2 separate regions of the Sus scrofa genome follow, and region 1 is linked to region 2. A link is a contact called in public HiChIP or PLAC-seq data. All regions are on one chromosome and are shown on one strand. Each heading gives the region's core, a stretch centred on a gene start, on an enhancer-like site or on the middle of the called end of the contact. The rest is flanking DNA. Distances are from core to core; before and after follow the strand shown.

What was found. HiChIP or PLAC-seq counts read pairs in DNA pulled down with a chosen protein or histone mark.
Region 1: a contact with region 2 is called in an H3K27ac HiChIP or PLAC-seq map of skeletal muscle, with 2.2 times the contacts expected there. The contact joins the promoter of ARHGAP36 here to the enhancer-like site in region 2. A contact is called at or near these places in 1 of 5 promoter capture datasets (liver), 3 of 47 Hi-C or Micro-C datasets (fibroblasts, liver and skeletal muscle) and 2 of 2 datasets of contacts at active chromatin or transcription factors (alveolar macrophages and skeletal muscle).

Annotation. Positions count from the first base shown.
Region 1 is chrX:107,365,378-107,371,106 of Sscrofa11.1, forward strand. ARHGAP36 (rho GTPase-activating protein 36) reads left to right here and starts at 3,175. Exons shown (of 13, transcript XM_021080173.1): 1 at 3,175-3,447; 2 at 4,116-4,232. The coding sequence starts at 4,202. It overlaps ENOX2 (ecto-NOX disulfide-thiol exchanger 2), which reads right to left and starts at 3,067. Exons shown (of 15, transcript XM_021080170.1): 1 at 2,991-3,067; 2 at 1,820-1,879.
Region 2 is chrX:107,260,025-107,265,687 of Sscrofa11.1, forward strand. The region is part of intron 2 of ENOX2 (ecto-NOX disulfide-thiol exchanger 2); the gene reads right to left. Among named protein-coding and RNA genes, the nearest start is that of ENOX2, 110 kb to the right of the region's middle. Within about 2 kb of position 2,302, at least 6 of the 83 cell types and tissues checked have an H3K27ac peak or open chromatin away from gene starts, as enhancers often do. A contact at or near this core is called in liver and skeletal muscle, where this site is marked.

The DNA.
Region 1 (5,729 bases), core at 1,925-4,424, 110 kb after region 2:
TTAGGCAATGATATGCTCACTTTAGCATTTAGAGGACAAGAAGAAAGTGGCATAGAGACTTTTAAAATAGTTCAGATGACACAGATAAAATAATAACATTTAAGTCTACCAAGTCCTACAAATTCTACTTCCCAAATATCTCCAGTCTGTTCCCTCTTCTCATCTGTTGCTCCCTTGGGTCCTTATCATCTCTCTCTGGAACAGAGTACCAGCATCCTAACTGGTCATGTTCTCTTGTAGGACACACCAAGTTGAAAACCTGATCATGGCACTCCTCTTCAAAAACATTGCTAATGATTTTTTATTGCCTACAAGCAGTATTTTCCAAATTTCCATCATTTGAGTATTACCTGATTATTTTGCCATATTCACATACCATGTGTTCTATTCTTTATTTACTATTTCTCTTTAAATCAACGTAAAACTGGTTAACTTTCTATTTTCGCTCAGCCATAAACTCAAGAACCTTAGATTCAAGGACATAATTCAGCTTTATGCTTTATAAGCCACAGTAGAACATACAATTAATGAAATTTAAAATGTCTGTGGGGGCACAATGTAACTACTAATGGTAGATGCCCTACATTCTGAGAAACACCTGCCTACGCGAACATATCCAAACTTATCACTGTGTTCAAAGTTCTTCACAAATCAGCCCTGACCTATCTTTCTAGACTCCTCTACCATCATTCCTTCCTTTTCCCAAACAATCTATACCCCTGCCATGCTGAATTCCTCAACATTGAATGGACATGCCTTCCTCATGTGAAATCCCCTGTCTTTCACAGACTGCTCCCTGTCTCTGCAATGCCTCCCCTCCACTGCTCTCTGCCTGGCAAACTCATTATCCTTCGAGACTTATGTGTCCTGTCACCTCCTCCCAGAAGCCTTCTTCCTGACTCTCCCTTACAGTTAGCCACCCCTTCCTTCATCCTCCCATAGCGCTTTGCATCTCTCTCCCCAACTAAACCGAGGGAGAGCTCACACCTCGGAACTCTGCTGCATCCCCAAACACTCTATGCAGGGCAAAGGTCATGGAGGAGACCAAGTGCCCCAGAAGGTCACTTAAAATAAAGGCCAAAAAAAAAAAAAATCAAATCCAAAGTACTGTCCAGGGGCAAATAGCTTAGAGGTATGGCATGTTTTGTATGGAGAATCACCTGATTCAGAGTCAGGAACACTGACGATAGTTTTGGCAGACACTATCGGCTACGGCTGCAATAACAGTTAAGCTAATTTGGTTTTGGCAGCTACTTTACAACAGACACATACTGACATAGAAACTAAAAAGTGAATCATTTGGGTTTTTGCTAAGGTGATCGAGCACACCTCACAATAATCTGTCCTTACCACAACTGGAATGTCAAGAACCAAAGTGAAGAGCAGCACCAGAAAACCCTGATGGAAAGAACGTAGGCTCTGGAGTCAGAAATTCATACACTCAAATCCCAACTCAACTCCTTACAATCTATGTGACTTTAGGTAGGTTGTTAAACTTGCTGACATTTTAGTTTCCTCTTCTAGAAAAATGGGAAAAATAGAACCTACTTCATAAGACTCTTAAGATAATGCAACAAAGTGCTTGTTAGACAGCACCTAGAACACTCTGTGGGCTCAAGAAATAGCAACATTATGGTTGCCCAATGAAATGACTACAATTCAGGTAATATGATGCACTAGGCAGCAAATGCATTTTTTAAGAAAATAAATCTATATCACTAGGCTTTAAAAATGACCACTCTAGAGTGTAGCTAAGAATAGCCACAAACAAAACAGTCTATAAAACAAAGCCCTTCTTGGGTTTAAATTAAACTCACACCTGGAACATACCACCATACTCCTTTGTGTTCTCCAAGAATTGATCTCAAATCAGGTTCCCCTAGGATGAAAAAACAAAAATCACCTAATCTTAATTTTTTGCTTTTAATTTGATACAGAATACTATCCAAACTATGTGGATGCCTTAAAGTGTCCTATTACTATGACCCCAAGCTTGTCAACACGATTTCTTTCCCAATCTATCCCTGCTGACACGTTTTACTCTAGTCAGGGAAGCCCACCTATTATACAAGTGCTTCCTCTTCTATAGACCCTTCTCCAATTTCAACCCCGATATTAGGAAGCAGTTTCTCCTCCCCCGCCCCCCCCCCCACTCCCGCCTGCCTGCCGCCTTTGCCCATTTTAAATCCTCTTTACTCCTTTGGAGCCCAAATTAAAATACAACTTCTTCCCAAAGCCTATCAGGATAGGTCTGGAAACTAGATGAGAGTTTCAAGCCTTCAGCACTTCCAGGATTAGGCTTGACCTTCCATTGATCAACCACCAACCCCATCAGTATCCCCTTCCACTAACCCCTCGGCACTTTTTACACGCGTTTGTAATAACAAAATACAGTCTCGTTTTGCACAGTCTACTTTATTCTGTAGTTGGTGTGCCCCCTAAATGTTTGTCAACATGAATGCTTGCTGGAAAGCCCTAAAGCGCTTGGTTTTTAAAAAAGGTCTAACTTGCTTTTTATTCTCACCAGAACACTGCACTGAACCTTAAACACATATTTCTCAAAAGTGAGATGTCTTCCCTCCTCTGCTCCCCATCCCTTCTGGAAATTGAGGGGAAACCCTTTCCGCTCCAAAGACTTGGTCAGGGAAGGGGAAGTGGCTGCAGGGGCCGATAAAGAGATGGCAACGATCTTGACCTCATTATCAAAGAGGCAGAAAGTGAAAACTTGACATAAAGTCATGCCCGGGACTGGCAAGGCATTCCCAGGCCCCCAAAGGAACTACCGGCCCGACACCCCCTCCCCCGTGGAGGCGGAGCTGGGCGGAGTCAGAGCTGAGGCCTGCGGCCCCGGAAGCTCCCTCCTCCCTAGGCCCCCACAGTCCCACAGTCCCACAGTCCCCAGCCTCAGCCGCTCAGGCTTTCTGCCTCTCTGACCTCCAGGTCCCCGGCTACTGAAGCGCTACTCCTTATAGAACCGCGGAAAATCGGACCGGTGCAGCAGCTTCCGGGCGGGCGGTGCCCTCGCGGCGCCCCACGCCGGGCGCCCGTCTTCTGAACTCCCACCTGGCGCTGCCGGCTTGGGCCCGGCGCCCAGGCCCAGGCTCGACTCTCACCGACGCCGCAACCGCTGCGGCGTCTCCTATTGGCTACTTGTTTCCAGGGAAGCCGGAGGCCCGAGCCCTTGTCCTCATGGGAAATGTAGTTTGCGGTCGCTAGAAGCTGTTCTTCCTGCGGGGCGGGGACGGAGGGCGGAATCCAATATTGACATTGGCGGAGAGACGCAAGTCAAGACGGAGGATTATGGGAGATGGAGTCGAGACATTTCTTTTTATATACCCACAATTCCTTCTCTTCTCCCCTCCTTCCGGCCCCCGAAGCTTCTCCACCACGCCCCGCCAGCCGCCTTTTCCCCGTTCTTATTGTCCCCAGAGTTTCGGCTTGAGGAGGGTATTCTGGATGTTGTAGTTTGGATTATGCAGTTTTACAGACTCTCCCTACCTGGGGTATGGGTTGTGCTTGTGGGATCAGATGGAAGTTCTAGATTGATTGTACTGTTGGTTAAGCTGGAGGGGAACACTTTATATCGTGATTTGAAATTCTCGTTGGGTTTTGATTCAGTAGCTTTTTAAAAAATGTTATTTATGCCCTGATAAGCTTAGAATTTTAACTGGTACTTTAAAATTGTCGAGGTATATTCTGTGTGAACCATCTGCATTAGAACCACTTTAAAGTTTCTGGAAAATGTATACTTTATAACTAGGAACCATCTTTTTAACTTCGAAATGGTCCCACAACAGGCATAGAAATGCGATTGAAGTCAGCCCAGAAGAAACCTCTTTAACCCATAATGAACCCACTTTGTTACTGTGAAGAACAGTGAGCACAATCATTGGTGTAATACAACAGTTTAGAAAAGATAGACAACTTGAATAATAAGAAATAACTATATTTCTTTAATAAACTATCTTTTTAATTAAAAAGATATGTTTAAAGAGGTGGATAGAGCAATATGTGAGGACACCTGAACACTTTCAAGTGATTAAAAATTTGAAGAAAATAGTTGTTTATTAGGGCAAATTTTACTCCTAACTTTTGACTTTTCTTTTCTTTGTTAGAGATGAATCCTTATAGCTGAATGGATCGTTACAGTTGGGTTACTACAGTTTTACTGATAAGGACAACTTTTTGACTCACAAATGGAATGAAGGGAAAGAAAGAGGAATTGCATTTTGGTAAGGTAATTGCCTAAAATTTTAAAAAGTGACATTACAGGAATAAGATGGATTCAATAATTTATTCAGCAATCTGCTTTGTGCAAGGCACTGGGTTAGGCACAATTGCTACAGAATTGGAAAGTAATCCTTCCTCTCAAGTAGCTCACAATCTAAGAAGGGAGAGAGGCTATACAACATGCAAAGTGCTCTAAAAAATTCTCTGTAAGGTTCTGTAGGACCATAGAAGAGGAAGAACTCATCCCACTTCTGGGGAAAGTAATACTTGAATGATGAGCTTTGAGGAACCAGTGAGATATTTGTCAGATTTGGGGCAGGGAGGTTAATTATATTCCATACGGCAGAATAAGGATGCGAGAGAGTGCGAGGAACAAACAAGAAAGTTCCATACTGCAAGAACTGGATCAGGCAGGAATAGGGGCCATTCCAATGAGTTCAAAATATAACCTGAAAACAGTAAAGAACCATTAAAGGATTTTAAGCGAGGAAATGATGTGATCACTTGGATTTGATGATAATTTGAATATGAAAAGGGAGGGAAAGGAGTACGCCCATTGAGACCCCCAAGTTCTGATGTGGCAGGGTGAATGGTAGTACGATTCATTGAGACAGGGAACCCAGAAAGAGGAGCACATTTTGTGAGGGATAGGAGGAATTCAGTTTGGGACATTGAGGAGTCTGTGGAACATCTGGGTGGAGATACTAGATATGCTGTCGGGAAATGGAGGTCTGAAGCACGGGAGAGAGGTCTGGGGTTGGAACCAAACTATCATAAATGGTAGTTGAATAAAATATGAATTAAGTTTCATATAGAGAGCATTTAGAACAGTACATTTAAAAGGACAAAGATGGAGTATGGGACCCTAGAAGTAACCATAGTCAAGTAGAAGGCAGAGGAAGAGGTAGCTTCAAAGGACACTGAGAAGGGATAGACTGATAGATGAAGCAACAGAAAATAAAGTAGACTCGCTAAAATATTGCACAGAAACGTCGAATAAGAGGACAGACGAGTAACAATAAACTATCCATCTATCCATTCAACAAATATGTATTGAGTACCTACAACATTCCAGGCACAATTCTAGACATCAGGGGCAGAGGAGTCGGGGGCTGGGGGTGAGGGGGTGGACCAGGCCATATCCCTTCCCTTTGGAGCGTATCAATAAATTAGATTAATAATTAAAATATATAGCAGTGACAGTGTTTCTACAAAGCTTATTGGAATGTATGCATTTACATATGGACCCTTGGTCTATTGTTGGTAGAAAGTATGCTTGAGGGGAGTCCCTATTGTGGCTCCGTGGTAACAAACCTGACTGGTATCCATGAGGATGTGGGTTCGAGCCCTGGCCTTGCTCAGTGGGCTAAGGATCCGGTGTTGCCGTGTCCTTTGGTGTGGGTTGCAGACGTTGCTCAGATCCCATGTTGCTGTGGCTGTGGTGTAGGCCGTCAGCTGCATTGGAAATATATCCAAGGAAAAAATGCTTGAGTATAAGA
Region 2 (5,663 bases), core at 1,052-3,551:
GTAATTTTCCTTAATCTTAGTTTCATAAGATGTAAAAGAGGAATGATAACACTATACAGAGTTGTTCAAGAGATAAGAAAAGAATATATATATATGCATATGGATATTCTAGGTGAATTAAAACAAACTTTTTCTCTGTAAGTTTGAAGTTTATTAGCAGCTCTCCTAAGGAGGATCCTTCTCTCTCTCACCCACAACTGTATCCCCGGTGCCTAGCACCATGCCTGGCACATAGGGAGTGCTGAATGAATGAATTCTCGATGGGGTGGGGGTAGGTGGCAATCTATTAACTCACGTAGTTAAAGACTTGACAGCTGATAATCAAGAATTAATGACACAACTTAAAAGTTCTGATGTTGATTGTATCAACATTACTTAAAATAATTATATTTCCAATGCATCTCCTTCATTTGAATGCTGTACTTAAGGATGGTGAAATCTTGATCAAAAGGAAAACTCAGGGATTAGGAGGTTCTGATTAATTGTGGTTAACCAGAACATTTTTTCTTTTATAATTGATACTTTTAGAGAATAATATTAGTCCATTTTCCGGCCTTATTAAGTAGATAACTGAGGACCTTACAGAGCTTCAGAGCTATGATCTATAAAAGGAGGCTAATAGCAGTACCTAAATCATGGGCGTGTTAAAAGGATTAAGTGAGATCACATATGCAGAATATTCTGCATCACATCTGGCACATAGCAGATTCTCAATAAATATTAACTTCTATTTTCTATATTTAATTTCTAGAATTTTTGATGTACAATGTGAAGAGATTGGTTTGAATTTGCCCTTGTCCAAGGATATACCTTACTTTCCTCACTGACCCTTTTTATTGTTGTTCGTACTGGTTTCTAAAAGTTGAAGGAGTCAAGGATCAAATCTGATGAATTAAATGTATTCAGTCATAGATATTTGACTACAATCTTTCTTCCCTTTTACTCAGTCCCATATGGTAACTTTAGGGATTTAGCTATTTTGTTCCTTGTCCTAATGTTCAGATTTTTGTTGGCACTGAATAAGACTGAGATTTCAAGTATTTTCTGTGTACCTTTCTCACATATGATCCAAATATGAGAAAATCCTGATAATTCAGCACACCATCTTAGGCCTTGTTTCTTATAGAAAAAGATCTCATATCAAGGAAGAGAGACATCCCATTCAGTAAGCTGATTCACTGAGTACAAATCCACATTTTACATTATCCAAGAGCCAATACAGTCTTCAAAGATTTGTAGTTTGAGAACAGGACTATAGAGATAGCAAAATCCCATGACACTAGTGCTTCCTAGCTACTTCAATTGTATTGTTTCATCCCTCCCCTAAGACAGCACTAAATCAACCAATAAATCAGTAAATCAATACATACTTATAGGATCTTTTGTGCCATGTAAATGTGACCCATGCTGAGAAGACTATTTTAAGCAAAATAGCCCTATTAAGACTATATAAATTCTAAAAGGAAAACTACCACTTTAATTTCAAGAATTCTTATTGCAGAAATTTCAATTATGACTTGAACATAAATTATTAGCAATTATGATATTTTAACTCTCACCCAGATGACGGGATTTATCTTTAAATCTCTTATGGAAGCTATTTCTCCTAGACATGATGGAACTACTAGAAAAGGAAGATATTAGGAAAAGATTAGGAAGAAACTTTTGAGGCTATCTAGTTCATTCTTCTATGCAAAGCAGGAATCTTCCATAGAATTCCCTGAGGGGCCTAAACCCAGGGGATACTTCTTAAGTCTATGGACCATTCCTAGGGATTCAGTTTGCTTTCCTTACCTTTTTGAAAACTACCACTTACTCTATTTTGAGGGTTCCTTTCATTTCCCCCAAACTGCCTGTGAAGTAGGATGCTTTCTGTCCAATTGTTAACTTGCTTATTATCCCTAAAATGAGTGCATGGGATGTCTAACTTTTTAAGGACTCTACTGATAATCACTGCAAGAAAAACAAATCAGCGAGTCACCAATAATTAATAGAATGAAGCCATATGTATTTCTCACAGTCCTTGCCCTTTTATTCCTGAGGATAAGTTTAATTAAACTTTGAACCTTGCTCATTCATTTCTCCTCACATCATGCCCCCTCATTGCCGAACCCCCACAAAATAGTTTGTGTAAAGGAAAGCACAAATTGATAAGGAAAAATAGATGATAAACATTAGTGTTACAGAGCTCTATTTCTGTATCTTAATGTTCACAATTAAACAAGCCCATGTGGTAATGTAATCTCGTCTAAAACCAGGTTGACTGGTTTAGACAGCTGACCAGCTGTTACTTCATGTCATGTCAAAATACAGATTCTCTGACTTCATAACACACATGCGGCCACTTTAGAAAGTATGCATATTGGGGAAGGGTAGGGGTGGAGTCCTTGGAGAATGACATGTATTATCCAACAATGGAACCAGGGGATTAAACATCTCAGAATGAAGTGTGGTTCTCAGTGAGTCCTCCAATCTGCAGGTCAAGGAGTTCACATGCAATGATGTCTGCCATACAGATGCAAATGATTCTCCAGGCTTGCAGGGAAGCACTGAAGAATTTTCCTGATTCTTGTGAAAGAAGATCAATGATCTCTTTGTGCCCAGCTGCTGTACTAGTTACTGTCACAATTCACTTTCCAGAGCTTTCCACTATCAGGTCAAATTAGGGCTAACCTTCATGATGCAATCTCACACTTTTAATGATTGCTCCAGGTTACAGCAGCAAAATGTGACCCAGTGGGTCCCTGCCACTTCTAACTTGCAGCTGCGGCCCACAGACTTAAGGTGGTCCAACCTTAGCAAAAAAGAAACTCAATTTTATTCTGGATTAGTTCCCCTTAAGAGAAAATGGTTAGGTCCTGATAATTCTGGAAATTCATTTCAAAGCAGCAATTACCAGACATACATTCATGTTGAAAAAACATAGTATCAGTTTTTGGCCAAAGGAACATCATAGCTAAGTTGCATAAAAAACAAATTTCTATAGCCTAAGTCCTGTTTTCCAATTGACTTCAGTTTAAAATCAGACAAGGGACTCCCTGGAAAAGGGAAGGAAAGGGTCTCCAAATTAGTTTTTAATTCAAAAACTCCTGAAATGAGGGGTTAGGATAATAGCCAGGCCCTTGATGTGCTGGCAGGTGCTTTTGTAGGATTTATCCATCCCTGGGAGCCCCTCCACTCTCCTAAGCCTCGCCCTAAAAACCTCTGACTCTACATTTTCAGCTCTCACTACACAGCAATTCCACCCGCTACTTCTAAGGGAATATTTACAATGTCTGCAAAAGAGTTGGACTGCAATATTACTCTCCAGCCACAGGGGTTAGTAGCCAAAACAAATGAACATTTCTCAGTTCCAGGTCTTAGCTGATGTCAAACAAATGAAACCTACTTTGTCAATTTCAAGAGTTCAATATTCTGTATAACTGGTTTAGCCGAAGCAAGGGTAACTGCAAAAGAATAATGGGTGACAGAAGGGAATGGGGAAGTGATGAAAAGGGCCAAAGTCCTCTTCTACTAAGGAGCTAGCTTGAAGGAACTTTCAGAGTCAAAATTAGGCTTAAGTGTCCTTTTTCAAGGTATGATATAGGTCACAGGCAGATTTTCATTGACAGTGATCCTACAGCAACTTTTAATGACTCCCCAAACCACTTGGTCAGGCATTCAAGTCCTTCCTAATGAGGCCCTACCATTCTGAGCCTTGTCTCCTGCTATGCACCAGCCTGTTCTCCACCCCAACACTTGCTGAACTTTAACATGCATGCATGCTCCCAGGGGGTCTTGTTAGAATGCAGATTTTGATGCAATAAGTCTGGGTTGCATTCTGCTTTTGTAACAAGTTCCCAGTTGATGCTGATCCTGCTGGTGAGGGGAATCACACTTTGAGCAGAAAAGGCTGATGCTCTAGCAAAATGGAACTACCTAGCATTTATTGAATCATTCCAGTACTTCCCTACTTCCACAGTTTGGGGTCACACTGCTTCCCCACCTACTTCTTAATTTCCAATCCTCGAAATACTATCCTTTCTTTAGGTTTTATCCCAGGTGCTATTTTCTTCACGGTGCCTTCCCTTATCCACCTCCACCCAACCTAATACAGACGCAGCCAAGGAGCAGCGCCCCCAGGGGAACTACAATTCACTGACTGTTAAGAATGTGTCCTGCCTCACATTCATTATCCCACTGCTTTATTCTCTAGTTATTATTCCCATTTACAACAAAGAAATGTAAACTTACAGAGTTTAAGTAAATTTCCTAAGGTTACACAGCTAATAAGTAGTATTACTAATAAATACTCTTCTAGCCCTCCTCAGATTTTAATCTGTATTTTTCCTATGCCTTTTAGAGCATGTCTTATACTACAGTTCTGAGTATTTGTCTTATCCTCCCTTCCGTCCTCCCTTACCCCATCGCCACTAAGTTGTAAACTCCTTGAGAAGAGACTTTACATCCCAGCCATTTAAAAAATCTCTCTTCCTCCGAGATGCCCAGCATGGTGCTTTATACAATATTATAAGCACTCCAGCAATGCATACAGAACTGAACTCTGCTACAACTCTGGGTACAATAGTTGTGTTCCCCACCCTAGAGGCCAACAAACCTGCTGCTGGGGCCATCATGAAGGGAGAAGGAAATATGGGGTTTTGGGGTTCCTCCAGCATTCCTGGTATCCCCTCTATCCTAGACTCCTTGGAAAGAGGTAGAAGACTAGCATATGCTGTACTCCTGATGATAATTCTGCAACACCTCATTTGCCCTTTCCAAGATGCAAAACAATCCTTCTACTAAGAACTTTCTATGAGAAAGCACTATCAAAGAAACCCCATATTTGGATCCTCTCAATATTTCTATGGACACCAGGTTACAGATTTCTGCTTTACAAAGTACAGTCAAGAAAAGGCAATCCCTAAAGGTGTGCCATCTAACACAATAGCCATTTAAATCTAAATTTAAATAAAGTTCAATAAGATGAAAAGTTCAGTTCCTCGGTTGCACTAGCCACATGTCAAGTGCTTAAGAGCTACATGTGGCTAGTGGCTATTGTAATGGACACAGAGTAAAGGGTATTTTCATCATCACAGAAAAATCTCACTGGACAGTACTGCTTTAGAGTCAGACCTGGATTCAAATCCACATCTGCCACTTACAGGGGTTATAAAACAAGTCACTTGATTTCTCTGAGACTGTTTTTATACTGTAGAGTGGAGATAATAATGATACCCCCTTATAGGGAAGCAAGGAAAATTAAATGAGAGAATGCACATCTAGGGTCTATCACATATCAGTCACTAAATGTCAGCTCCTTTCTTCTTACTCAATTGGGGATTTATATGAATTTGTATAAAAAGAGGAATAAAAAAAGACATAAAAAATGGAATAAGAAAATTTGAATAGTGTGGCTCCTTAGGCCCCAACACCCTATCCTATCTACGGCTTAGATGTTACCTTCGTATTTGTTTTATAACCCTCTTTTTCAGATAATACACAGCCATCAAGCTAAAACATTAATAAGTAATGCTGGGAGTGGTCAGTGACAGCTCTTTGTACTATTTTTAAGAGAGGAGACCGTATTTGTCACCATCTTTAACTTTCCAACATGAAGGAACATTTTCCCTTTACAACTGAAATGCCTCCTCCCAAAGCTATATGTGTGTGTGTGTGTGTGT